2 separate regions of the Sus scrofa genome follow, and region 1 is linked to region 2. A link is a contact called in public Hi-C data. All regions are on one chromosome and are shown on one strand. Each heading gives the region's core, a stretch centred on a gene start, on an enhancer-like site or on the middle of the called end of the contact. The rest is flanking DNA. Distances are from core to core; before and after follow the strand shown.

What was found. Hi-C and Micro-C count contacts between places; a contact is called where the count stands out from the background.
Region 1: a Hi-C map of liver shows a contact between it and region 2, with 2.8 times the contacts expected there. The contact joins the promoter of RAD51 here to the enhancer-like site in region 2. A contact is called at or near these places in 1 of 5 promoter capture datasets (fetal liver) and 3 of 47 Hi-C or Micro-C datasets (fetal liver, liver and skeletal muscle).

Annotation. Positions count from the first base shown.
Region 1 is chr1:130,637,443-130,644,125 of Sscrofa11.1, reverse strand. It overlaps RAD51 (RAD51 recombinase), which reads left to right and starts at 4,018. Exons shown (of 10, transcript NM_001123181.1): 1 at 4,018-4,248.
Region 2 is chr1:130,545,183-130,551,567 of Sscrofa11.1, reverse strand. It overlaps DNAJC17 (dnaJ homolog subfamily C member 17), which reads right to left. Exons shown (of 11, transcript XM_001929383.4): 2 at 2,676-2,745; 3 at 2,335-2,393; 4 at 2,023-2,110; 5 at 266-351; 6 at 1-28. Among named protein-coding and RNA genes, the nearest start is that of C1H15orf62, 11 kb to the left of the region's middle. Within about 2 kb of position 2,172, at least 6 of the 83 cell types and tissues checked have an H3K27ac peak or open chromatin away from gene starts, as enhancers often do. A contact at or near this core is called in fetal liver and liver, where this site is marked.

The sequences.
Region 1 (6,683 bases), core at 2,769-5,268, 91 kb before region 2:
AGTTCACTCTGTGTCCCATTGTCTCTGCATTGCCCAGGAAACTTTTGCCAAATGTTTGCTTTTTCATCTACTTGTGAATTGCCTTCCTCTCCTTTGAAGTCCAAATATCCTTTGTCTTTAGCTAAAGATGGTACTTGGAGTTCCCATCGTGGCTCAGTGCTTAACGAATCTGACTAGGAACCATGAGGTTGCTGGTTCGATCCCTGGCCTTGCTCAGTGGGTTGAGGATCCGGTGTTGCCGTGAGTTGCGGTGTAGGTCACACATGAGGCTCAGATCCCGAGTCGCTGTGGCTTTGGTGTAGACCGGCGGCTACTGCTCCGATTAGACCCCTAGCCTGGGAACCTCCATATGCTGCAGGAGCGGCCCTAGAAAAGCAAAAAGACCAAAATAAATAAATAAACCAAGGGGCTCTCTCAAAAAAAAAAAAAAAAAAAAAGGTATCTAAGGTGAGGGTTTCTCCTATTTTGGGGATTACTCAGATTTTGTGGGGCACTCCCAGGTATACATATTATTAAACTTTAGTTTGATTTTCTCCTGCTAATCTGTCTCATGTCAATTTAATTTTTAGACCAGCCAGAAGAACTTAGAAGGGTAGAGGAAAATTTCTTCCTCCCTGATAGATGCTTCTCCAAAATGATGAAATTAAGCGTATGTTTTTTTTTCCCTTGACCTACTAATATAGTCAGTTATAATAATTGACTTCCTAATATTGAATTATCTTTGCACTACTCAAATAGATTACTTGGATATGACATGGAGTTTCTCTTTCTGGATTTTCCTTTTTATGCTCCAGACTATGCTGAGATCACCTTTTTTCCTAGAGACAAATGATCAGATTTCTGCTCATCAAGTTTTGGTCTGATTATTTGCCTTCTTGAGATTTCAGATAGGTCACTTACATAGTAATGTAGGATATATTCAAAATTTTTCAATTACATATTTATAAATATTCTCATGGATTGCTAATTTAACTGTTGGTGAGAAGTCTATTTTGTCTCATTTCCAACTTCTTAGTGAGTTGGAAAAGAAAGAGGAAAGAAACATAAAACTACTCAAATTTGTTTAAGCAGAAAAAAAAAAAGGGAGATCATCAGAACATAGGGTTATCTCACAGACCTGGAAAGCAGTCAGACTTCAAAACTGTTTCCATCTTAGACTCTCCTCTACTTAGTTTCTCAATTTCTTAATCATCTATTGATGGAGCTTCTCTGGTTTGACATCCCCACAGCCACAGGAATTTTATTTTATTTTATTTTATTTATTTTTTGTCTTTTTAGGGCCTCACCTGAAGCATATGGAGATTCCCAGGCTAGGGGTCCAATCAGAGCTGTAGCTGCAGGCCTACACCACAGCCACAGCAACACCAGATCCGAGCCATGTCTGTGACCTACACTACAGCTCACAGCAATGCTGGATCCTTAACCCACTGAGCAGGGCCAGGGATCAAACCCACATCCTCATGGATCCTAGTTGGATTCATTACCCCTGAGCCACAACAGGAACCCCAGGAATCTCACTTTAATGAAAGGTCAAAATCATGTATCTTCACTCAGCCAGGAGGAGCTGTCAGTTTGCAGATGCTCTAAGGAGGAGAGTATGTGAAAAATGGAAAGTGAAGGTTTGTATTGCTAGTATGGAAAGCAGTACAGTATTATCTCCAAGTACTATGTATAATTTCTATATTAGGTTGATTCTACCTCCAGAATGCTTCCTGAATCTGTTCTCTTTGTCATTTGCTCTAACTTAAGCCTTCATTTCTTTCCTGAAATATTGCAAGGGCTTCCTAACAGTTTTTACTGTCTTTACTCTCACTCTCCTGTCCTTCAATGCCACAAGGTAATGGTGTGAGGATTAAATAAAAAACTACAAACTTTCAAGCACTCCATAAATACAAAGTAGTGATGGGAAACAAAAAAATAGATCAAAGTAGGATTCCCCTTAGGACACGCAGATCAATCACTTCCCCACCCCTGTAGGCCCAAGCAAGCCAGATGGGGGGCAGGGGATTGAAGAGGGACCAAAGCTCCCCTAGACCAAGATGCTGGGTGCAACTCTTCCCACACAACAGGTGTGGCTCCAAGCAAACACATGGGATTCAAAAGAAACTTCTTGAACGGATGCTCAATTTCCACCAAAAACAGTGAGGATATAGTTTACCTCTGCATCCTCAGTAACTACAAGAGCACCTGGCATATGGTCACCTCTCAGGACCTTCTGAAATGGGATTAACACTAAATGTGGGCTCTAGAAACAATCAGGCAGCGTGCAGTGAGAAGCTCTCTTGATTGGAGAAACTTGGGTCATGTGGTTAAGCACAAAACAATGTGGCTTTAGATTTCGCTGATGTTCTAGGCAATCCTGAGTCTAGGAGCATTCACTGTGCTCTGCAGCACTTCTGGAGCCCGAATGGAGCACCACCTGATCCACAGCAACTGAGCCTGAGGCACAGGATGGAATTCAGTGTTTACCTACCAGAAAGGGTGGGGGTGGGGGGGGTAATGGATGCTGGGCAAGCAAAGTCAGCATACTGAAAATAGAATTATTAAGTCAGAAAACACTCCTTTTCAGTTTTTTTGTTTGTTTGTTTTTCTTTTTACGGCTGCATGGGCGGCATATGGAAGTTCCCAGGTTAGGGGTCAGATCAGGAAGCAGCCTTGGAGATGAACTTGAAATTCGAGCTGGACTGAACTTGCAAAGAGAAGGGAAGAAAAAGGAAAGTGTGCATTTCCTTGCAAGGTGATTGTATCCTCTGAAATGTCAGTCCCATTAAGGCAGGTATAGTCTAATTGTCTTGTTTGTTTTTTAGGGCTGCCCAGCAGCATAGGGAAGTTCCAAGGCTAGGGGTCAAATTGGAGCTGCCTACACCACAGCCACAGCAGCGCTAGATCCCAGCCGCCTGTGACCTACACCGCAGCTTGCTGGGCAACACTGGATCCTTAACCCACTGAGCAGGTCCAGAGACTGACCTGAGTCCTCAGGGATACTAGTTGGGTTCGTTACCGCTGAGGCACAATGGGAACTCCCATTGTCTTGTTTGCGATTGTAACCCCAATGACATCAGAATGTCCGTCACTTAGTAGGTAGTCAATAAACATTGGTTCAATTATTAAAAAAAAAAAAATCTAAGCATATGACTTGTCCACTTAAAAACTGGAATGATTTCCCCATTACCTAAGGAATAAAGCCAAAGCTCCATCATGGTCTTAAGCCTTTTCATAGCCTGAGCTAAATGTAGTTTAACAGTCTCAGCATCTCTTAAGACACTTTTCTTCCCTCATCAGAGAATGCTATTCCTTGACTATTGTTGTTAATTTCCATACCCATACTACTCCATCCACTTGTACTCCATCTCCTATTCTTCGCCCAGGAAAACCCTGCTCACCCTTTAAAACCGGAATAAACTTTCTAGCAAACTACGGTAAGATTTATAGTCTCAAAATCAATGTTCCCTTCCTTGCAGTTCTGCAAATCTCCAGTAAAGTACCACAGCCTGACTAATATTTCAGGTGTTCCTCTTTCTCCTTCACTAGCTCTGTGTTCCAGTTTCATCCATCTACTCAAGGGTCCTCAGCTCCACCACCTACAAGGGCCAGGGAGCGCCTGGCTCTGGAATTGGAGAGTCAGGGGCTCTGAGAAATCTGAAGGGCCAAATGCCCCAGCTTAGATACCTAACAAATCAAGAAAAGCTCTCAAGAACCTACGTATTTCCCAGAGGGGCTGAGGAGCCCGCCCGCAGTGCACACTGGGAGACGTAGTTTGGGGCCGACCCACTACCTCTTGGGAGTTGTAGTCCTTGGTTTCGTAAAAGGAAGAAGGAGGCGACTTCCAAATTTTGAATTAGTCCTTGTGGGAAAAAGAAGAGGGAAATCCATAACCTTCTGCAAGGTCTGGGCCCTATCTCTGGGTCTCAAGAACGTTGGCCAAAGGGGAGGAAGGCGGATCCGAGAGGGGCGGGGAGACGTTACGTTGACGCGGACGTGACCCTGCCCAATAGCATTTGGCGGGATTTCCGAAGGCTGCAGGTTCGGCGCGCGCTGCGGCCTGAGACCGAGGTCTGAGGAGAGCTCAGACGCGCAGCTGGGAGCTGAGAAGTTTCGTGTATTCCGTGCCGAAGGCCGGAGCAGGGGAGTAGAGAGGTGGACGCTGCGAGGGGCTCTGCACTCCGTCCGGGGTCGAGCGCGCGCGGGTCCAGCGGACTGAGGTTCGGAACGCTCAGCCGGCCAGAGCGGGTAGCGCTGCAGGCCGAGGTGAGTGTGAGGCGCGGACCCGGCCCCTTCCCATCGCGGGGTTTGGCTAGGGGTAAGCCGGACTCGGACTGGACCCAGGCCCCGGGCTCCAGCTCCCGCCGCCGGCTTGCGGGCCCCTCCGCGCCAATTGAGAAAGTCGGAGAAGGCGGGGCGGAGCTGGGATGTGCCCTGGCAGATCTGACCCTGGCAGCTCTTTGTGGCGAAAATAGCAGCTCACTCTAGTCTTTGGAGCTGGGAGGAACTTAGAGGCCTTCACTTCCAACATCCACTTTCTGGGCATGGGCCAGGAAGCCAAGACCCAGAGAAGTGTAGAGCCTTAAAATCACAACTGTTAAGCCAGAGCCAGGGTTTCCGGATTTCTGGTCAGTCCCTTTTCCATAACACAAAGTTTAGCTTACAAAATACCCACCTCCAGTTGCCCAAAAGATATTTGAATTGTCTGATGTGGGAGACCTTTCACGTGATGCCTAGGGAATGATCTGTAGCGAGGTTTGTTGTTTTTTTCCTTAAACTTTAAAGTGAAGTGTAATATAGAAAAGTGTACAGATCGAAAGTGTATACAGCTTCATGAATCGTTATAAAACGAATATATACCTGTGTAATCACCACTCATGTCAGAAATAGATTTTTCTCAGCACCCCGGAAGCCTCCCTTGTGCCCCCTTATCTAATACTCTCCTTTCTCCCGAGAGCTAACTAGTTGACAGACGGCTAACACCGTTGACTAATTTTGCCTGGTTTTGATTTTTGGCCGCACCAGGGACAGCCCCAGGACAGTGATGGAACCCGCCCAACAGCAGGACAACGCCAGATCCTTAACCTCCTAAACCATAAGGGAATTTCTCCGTTTTTGAGGGTTTTTTTTCTGTCTTTTGTCTTTTCAGGGCTGCACCCATGGCATATGGAGGTTCACAGGCCAGGGGTCGAATCGGAGCTGTAGCCGCCAGCCTACTCCACAGGCACAGCAACGCCTCCCCAACCCACTGAGCAAGGCCAGGAATCGAACCTGCAACCTCGTGGTTCCTAGTCGGATTCGTTAACCACTGAGCCACGACGGGACCTCCTGTTTTTGAGTTTTATGTAAGTAATACTGTATATTTTCATGTCTGGCTTTGCTCAACATTTTGTCTTTAGATTCATACGTCTTTGCATTTGGCAGTAGTTCTTTCTGGTTGCTGTATTGTATTTCTTACTCATTTTACCTGTGGTAGATATCTGGATTTTTTTCTGCTTCTCAGCTTTTATGAGAAAGGTTGTGGAGAACATTCCCACATACATTTTGGTGCACACGTGTATGGTTTGCAGTTGGTTAATAACACAGAGTAGTGAAATTCCTGGGTCATGGCATTTGTCTATCTTTTCTTTCTTTCTTTTTTTTTTTTTTTTTGTCTTTTTACCTTTTCTAGGGCCTCTTCTGCAGCATATGGAGGTTCCCAGGCTACCAATCAGAGCTGTAGCCACCAGCCTATGCCACAGCCACAGCAACGCTGGATCCTTAACCCACTGAGCAAAGCCAGGGATCGAACATGCAACCTCATGGTTACTAGTTGGATTTGTTAACAGGTGAGTCACGATGGGAACTCCAGCATTTGTCTATTTTCACCTTCCATATTTAATACTAGTTTTCTAAAGTGGTCTAATTTACACTTAAACCAGCGGTGAATGAGTGTTTAGTTATCCTACACATTGGCTAACATTGTCAGTCTTTTAAATTTTAGCTATTATATAATGGTTTTAATTTTAATTTTCTTGATTAATGAAGTTGAGCATTTGTTGATAGGTTTATTAGCCACTGGGGTATCTTCTGTTATGAAGTGCTTGTTCACATCTCTTGCCTATTTTTCTACTGGGTTGTCTTTCTTATTGATTTGAAAGAATTCTCTATGTATTCTGGTTATCAGCCCTTTATATTCATAATTGTGGTAAGTATAACAGTTTATTTTTGTGGTAAATATTTTCTCCTCGCATTTTTCATTCTTTCAGTGGTGTATTTTGATGAACAGGAGTTCTAAGTTTAAATATAGTCTAATTTTCCAGTCTTTTCCTTTTTGATTATTGCTTTACGTGTGCAGTTCAAGCCACCTTTTTCATAAATTACAAAGGGAGATATTTAAATTGCATTCAGGTGATCCTGATATTTGGAATTATAGATCACATTATGCTAAATCCTCAGTCTAAGAGCTGTACTTGAAATACTCAAGAACAAATGTCATCTTTCAAGTCCAAGAATGGAGATTTATTTTCCTTTTCTCTTTTCTTTCTTTTTTTCTCTCTTTCCCTCTTTCTCTCTTTCTTTCCCGCACCTGTGGCATATGGAAGTTTCTGGGCTATGGATTGAATCCCAGGCACAGCTGTGTCCTGTGCCACAGCTGTGGCAACTCCAGGTCCTTAACCTGTTATGCCACAGCAGGAACTCTTGTCTGTTTTCTTTTGAGT
Region 2 (6,385 bases), core at 923-3,422:
GGGAACCCTCTTCTCGCAGGCGTTCGATCTGCAGGGTGGGGGTTGGGGAGGGTGACAATTCTGTGCAGATCCAGTTCCAGGTTGGCTCACCTTGCAAAGGTCCCTGGGACGTTCCACCTGCAAGCTGGGCTCAGCCACCTGCAGGTAGGACAAATTACCCAGATCCCACGGAGAAGGTGGACAGGGCTGCCCTCCCCAGTCATGGCAACTCCTGGGCCCACCCGTCACCTCCTCCTGCAGATGGTCACATGGCTTGGATGCCCACCTCTTGTTCTAGCGTCCTGGCACTCCGGCTCTCCTCCTCCTCCTCGCTGCCATGGGTCTGGGCCTGCAGCTCCCTGGCCTCCAAGTCTAGGCACAAGGGTGGAATGACCCGATGTCTGGTCTAAGTAGTTTCTACATGTCCCTGGCCCACCTGGCTCTGGCTGCTTCCCAAAGCCTCACGCAGGATGAACCCACCCAGCAACCCTGCCTGCCACCTCCATGCGCATGAGCTCCCGAGTTCATTTCCATTGAGAAAAGTCATCACAAGGAAGGAGAGGCTCCAGCTGAGTGGTCAGGGTCTGGGAGAGTTACATCAGCTCACAATGACCAAGCTGGTTCTCTAATCAGTGAACAAGGTATGGGTGGGTGCTTCTGTTAGCAGCCCAGGGCTGTGGGTCAGAGCTGCCAATGGGTGGAGCTGCTGGCTTCTCTTCCTGTAGTTTGGCACTGCAGCCTGACCTGCGACCTTGTTTTTGCTTACATGTTCTTCCCACCACTGAGCTCGGGTTCCTGCCGTCTCTTCCACCTCCCCTTCAACTCACATAAACAGAGCCTCACCGTGGACCTGGCTACAGCTGCTCCTATGGGCAGCAGCCTCCATGCAAGGACATCACCTCAGGTCCAGGAACCCTTCCCACTTTCTAAGAGGAACCCGCTTGTGGCCCCTCCCAGGCCAGCTGCCGGGGCAAACACTTCTCTCAGGTCTGGGACTCGCTACCTTCTTTTCTGTTCACTTTACTTACCTAAACTCTTCAGGTTTGTTTGGTTGTTTTTGATGGATGTACTCGGATGGTATATATACATATTAAATATATGGATATCAAAACAGGCAAGGAAAAGGGGAGAAAAACCAAATAAAGAATACCCGGACCAGTCTTATGGGGTTAGTGAAGATGTTCTAAAATTGATTTCCAATTACAGTTGCACCATTTGGTAAATTTACTAATAATCACTGAATTGTTCACTTGAAATTAGTGGAGATAAGATAAACAGAATGTACATCAATAAAGCTATTTTTTAAAAGATGAATGCCCAGATCTCTTTGGATCCTGCAGAGGGGATTTCTCAGAGTGAAAGCTCTGTGCCAAAGTGAGCTGCTATGAATGAAAAGTTCCAAGAGGGCGTGGCCAACACAGACAGTGACTGGATCCATGCTGTACAGGTTCAAATCCTGGCTCCAGCAAATTCTTATCCTTTTGGTGCCTTAGCTTCTTGTAAAAAATGGGTTTCAAAGAGTTCCTGTTGTGCCTCTGTGGGATCCTGACTAGTATCCATAAGGATGTAGGTTCAATCCCTGGCCTCTCTCAGTGGGTTAAGGATCCAGTGTTGCTGGGAGCTGTGGCATAGGTCACAGATGTGGCTCAGATTCTGAGTTGCTATGGCTGTAGCATAGGCCAGCAACTGCAGATCCAACTCAACACCTAGCCTGGGAACTTCCATATGCTGCAGGTGCAGCCCTAAAAAAAAAAAAGGGGGTGGGGTTTCATAACACCCAGCTCCTTGGATAGATGTGATAATTAAAAGAGGCAGTAAAACATGTGTCACAATGCCTAGCTAATAGCACATCCAGTCATTGTTATTATTTCTAAAACTGTCCTTTAAGAGCCACCCTAAAGGTAGATAGGAAATGGTTCTGCCCAGAGCCAGGGCCACAGAGCTCTGAGTTGCTGGAACTGAAGCTGCAGGAAGAAAGGTGGAGGAACTGGATGAAAACGGTCCAGGGAAACCGCAGGCCACTAGCACCATGCTATCACCTACCAAGCTTCACTTTCTTCCTTCTTTCATCAAGTTTCTGGGTCCTCTCTGCTGCCTGCTTCTTGGCTTTCCTGACCTTGTCATATGCAGCCTGGCAGGAGAAACGAGCAGAGGGGAGGTGTCAGCCGGGAACCCACACAGAGCTGGCCATCTCCCAGGCCTTGTTATCAGCCCCAGAGTCGTCAGCTGGCAGCCTGGTGACCGGGTCTCCAGGCTGGGACAACAAGGACCTTACTGCACAGCTGGGTCTAGAGGATAAAGCACACAGTGGTCTCTAAATTCAAGGACAATTCATATGGAAGAGGATGCACTTACCCTGGCAGCAGCATCGGTCAGTACCTCCAAGGCCTGAGAAAGCTGGTGGAAGAGTTCAGCTAAACATAGGGATCAAAAAAAAGAGAAAGGAGAAAAGTCAAGTTAGACTTGGTGATGATGTGCTCCCTAAAAAAGCACCTCAAAGAAGCCACAGGGTGCCAGAAAAGTAGACATCAGCAGATAACAGCCCAGGAAGGGTGAGCACATCAGCAAGTGACCAGGTGCCCCTAACCTGTGAAGTGCACCCACGGGGCCCAGCTCCCAAAGCCAGGCTGAGGGTGCACTCAACACCACACCCCAGGGGGTCGGTTTACTTCTCTCCGTGCCTATGAGAGGCTCACCTGCTCTGGGATTATCCGGATTTTTGTCTGGGTGGCAGGAGAGGGCCTTCTGTCTATACGCCTTCTTCACCTGGAAGAGTCAAGATTTGGTTATTCATTTGGTTCATTCACCCCAGGACGGACAAGAAAATGTTGCTAAGGTGATAAGGGAAATCCAGGGACTGCTCTCCATCACTAAAAGAAAGGCTGCCACACTGAAACATCACCTCACAACCACAGAGAAGATCTGCAGCAGAGGCAAAGGTGGTGGAGGGAGCCAGCACTGTGGCAGAGGGGCAGACCTGCTTCCTGCTGGGTCCCCTACCTCACTACCGTGGGCTCCTGGCAGGGGCAGGTTTCCCTCCAGTCACCTGGAAACAGGCACTCTCCTGCACTCGGTGTAATGGAATGTAAACTGGGGCAATCTTTCTGGAGCAAAATTTAGCCAATAAAATTTTAAATGTACTTTTCCTTTGACTTTTTCTGGAATTTGGACTTGTGGAGGCATGCCAAAATAAATATACAAGGATGTCCACTAAAACACAGTCTATATTAGCTCTCAAGTAGAGCCAACCAAAATCTCTGACAATAGGGAGACCTGCAAAAAAAAATTCATAGACGAAGTCTGTATGTGCTGACTAGGAAGATCTTCAAGTCCTTGTCACAAGGAAAAAAACTGTAAATACAGATGGTGACAAGTAGCAAATCATTATGTTGTACATCTTTAACACAATGGTATATGTCAATTGAACCCGAGCCACCACAGAGACAATGCCAGATCCTTAACCCACTGAGCCACAGTGGGAACTCCTACTTGGCATCTTGGGAGTACTGGGATGTGAGTTCGATCCCCAGCCCAGCACAGTGGTTTAGGGATCTGGTGTTGCCACAGCTGTGGCTTGGGTCACAGTTGGGGCTCAGATCTGATCCTGGCTCAGGAATTCCACATAATGCAGTGAGGCCACAAAAGAAAGAAAGAAAAAAAAAAAGAAACAAATAGCAAATCATTATGTTGTACACCTGAAACTAACACAATGGTGTATGTCAATCAAACCCATGCTACCACAGAGACAACACCAGATCCTATGCCACAGCAGGAACTCTTACTTCTCAATTTATACTTTCCTGAGCTTCAAATTTTCAAACCTTAAACAATTCTTACTTTATTATCTTTTTTGGATAACAGAGGTTATCATGATGGGGAGGCTACGGTCCATTTTTATTTTTATATTTGCACTTCTCTGTATGAAAAAGAAAAAAAGTTGGTTTTTCTTTTTTTGGCCACATCCATGGCATGTGGAAATTCCTGGGCCAAGGACTGAACCTGTGCCACAGCAGTGACCCAAGCTACAATAGTGACAACACTGGATACTTAACCACTAGGCCATTAGGGAACTTCTAGGTACTATTTCTGATATTAGTAAATATAAACAAACATAGCTACATGATTCTCTTTTATATATTCTCCACTCATAAGGGACAGCAGAGCACAAAATCCCAGAATCTGCTCTTTGCTTCCAGAGGCCTTGCCCTCACTTCTACCTGTACACCTTCCCTACTGTTCAAACCTCTTGGGAGGAGGAGCCCCTAGACTCAGAACGTCTACCAGTAGCTAAGCGGACTTTGCAAGCTTCCGGGAGGAAACCAGTGTGCTAAGTAAGGGTCTTCAGAGGCAAGCAGCTAGCACCTCCAGGGGAGGGCCTGTGGGCAGATGCTTAACTCCATTCCCACCTACAGAGCCCGGGACCGCTGGGGTTGTGCTGCCATCTGGTGGGCCAAAGCTAGCACCACACTTTCACCTTGGCGAGGCCAACCAAGCCTTTCTAGCTCTCCCGGCTGAGCCTGGAAGCAGGAACCACTCCCAGGACAGGCTTTGAGCAGAGAGGGCATAGAGGGCGTAGACCTTCCAAAGGCCCACCTGTGTTCACCCCCCACCCCAACTTAGGCCTTCACCATTAAAAAGTAATGACGACAATAACAAAATCTATCTCTGTTTCCACTATTTAAAAAATAAAAATAAGGAAACAAGAGGTGATAGTTTTATACACAGTCTTTTTTTTTTTTTTTTTTTTTTTTGCTTTTTAGCGCCACACCTGTGGCATATGGAGGTCCCAGGCTAGGAGGTCGAATTGGAGCTGCAGCTGCCAGCCTACACCACAGCCACAGCAACGCGGGATCTGAGCAGCATCTGAGACCTACACCACAGCTCACAGCAACACCGGATCCTTAACCCGGTGAGTGAGGCCAGGGATCGAACCTGCCACCTCGTGGTTCCTAGTCGGATTCGTTAACCACTGCACCACGACAGGAACTCCCTCAAATCAGTCTTTAAAGGCATAGGGGGCTGAATAGTCTGTGTTTTAAGATCCTATTAGAAAAAATTACAAGGTGAAGACAGGATTAAGATGGCAGAGTAGAAGGAATGAAGCTCACCTTCTCTCATAAAAGCAAAAAAAATGAAAACCAACTGCTGAACAACCTTCAACCAAATAGACTGCAAACTATCAAAAAAGATAACCTACTTCAAAAGACAAAAAGGAGGCCACATCAAGATTACACGATATAAGCAACCCCATACCTGCTGGGTGGGCAGCCCATGAACTGGAATGTAACTGCATCACAGAGATTTACCCACAGGAGTGAGAGTTCTGAGCCCCACATCAGGTTCCCTGCCTGGGGATCTGGCATTGGGAGGAGGAGCCCCCAGGGCATTTGGCATTGAAGGCCAGGGGGTATGTGTGCAGGAGCTCCATAGGACTGGGGGAAACAGAGAATGAATTCTTTTTTTTTTTTTTTTTTTTTGTCTTTTTCCTATTTCTTTGGGCCGCTCCTGCGGCATATGGAGGTTCCCAGGCTAGGGGTCGAATCGGAGCTGTAGTCCCCGGCCTACACCAGAGCCACAGCAACGCAGGATCCGAGCCGAGTCTGCAACCTACACCACAGCTCACGGCAACGCCGGATCGTTAACCCACTGAGCAAGGGCAGGGACCGAACCCGCAACCTCATGGTTCCTAGTCAGATTCGTTAACCACTGCGCCACGACGGGAACTCTGAGAATGAATTCTTGAAGGGTGTACACAGGCTTTCATGTGCACTGGGTCCCAGGGCATAGCAGAGACTCAATAGGAATCTGGGTCAGACTTGACTGCAGTTCTTGGAGGAGCTTGTGGGAAAATGGGGTGACTGGCTCACTGTGGGGGAAGGACACTGGAGGCAAAGGTCTGGGGAATAATAATGAGCATGTGTTCCTTTAGATGTGGCCATTTTGGAAAAATCTGGTCCTATCCATCAGGGCTGAGAAGCCCCAGGCCAAACAATTATCCAGGTGGGATCACAGCCCTACCCATCAGTAACCATATTGCCTAAAGAACCCCCAGGCACACAACCTGGGCCTTCACCCAGAGACAGAGCCCCACCCACCAGAGGGATAAGAATCAGCTCCACCCACCAGTGGGCAGGCACCAGTCCCTCCCATCAGGAAGCCTGCAGCAAGCACCTGTACCAACTTCAGCCACAAGGAGGGGGACATCAGAAGCAAGAGAGGCTACAACCCTATTGGCTGCAAAAAGGAGACCACACCAAAAAGCTAAACAAAATAAAAAGGCAGAGAATTATGACTCAGATAAGGGAGCAAGAAAAAAACCCAAGAAAAACAGCAAAGTGAATGGAGATTATCAAACTCCATGAAAAAGACTTTAGATTGATGATAGTGAAGATGATTCAAGACCTTG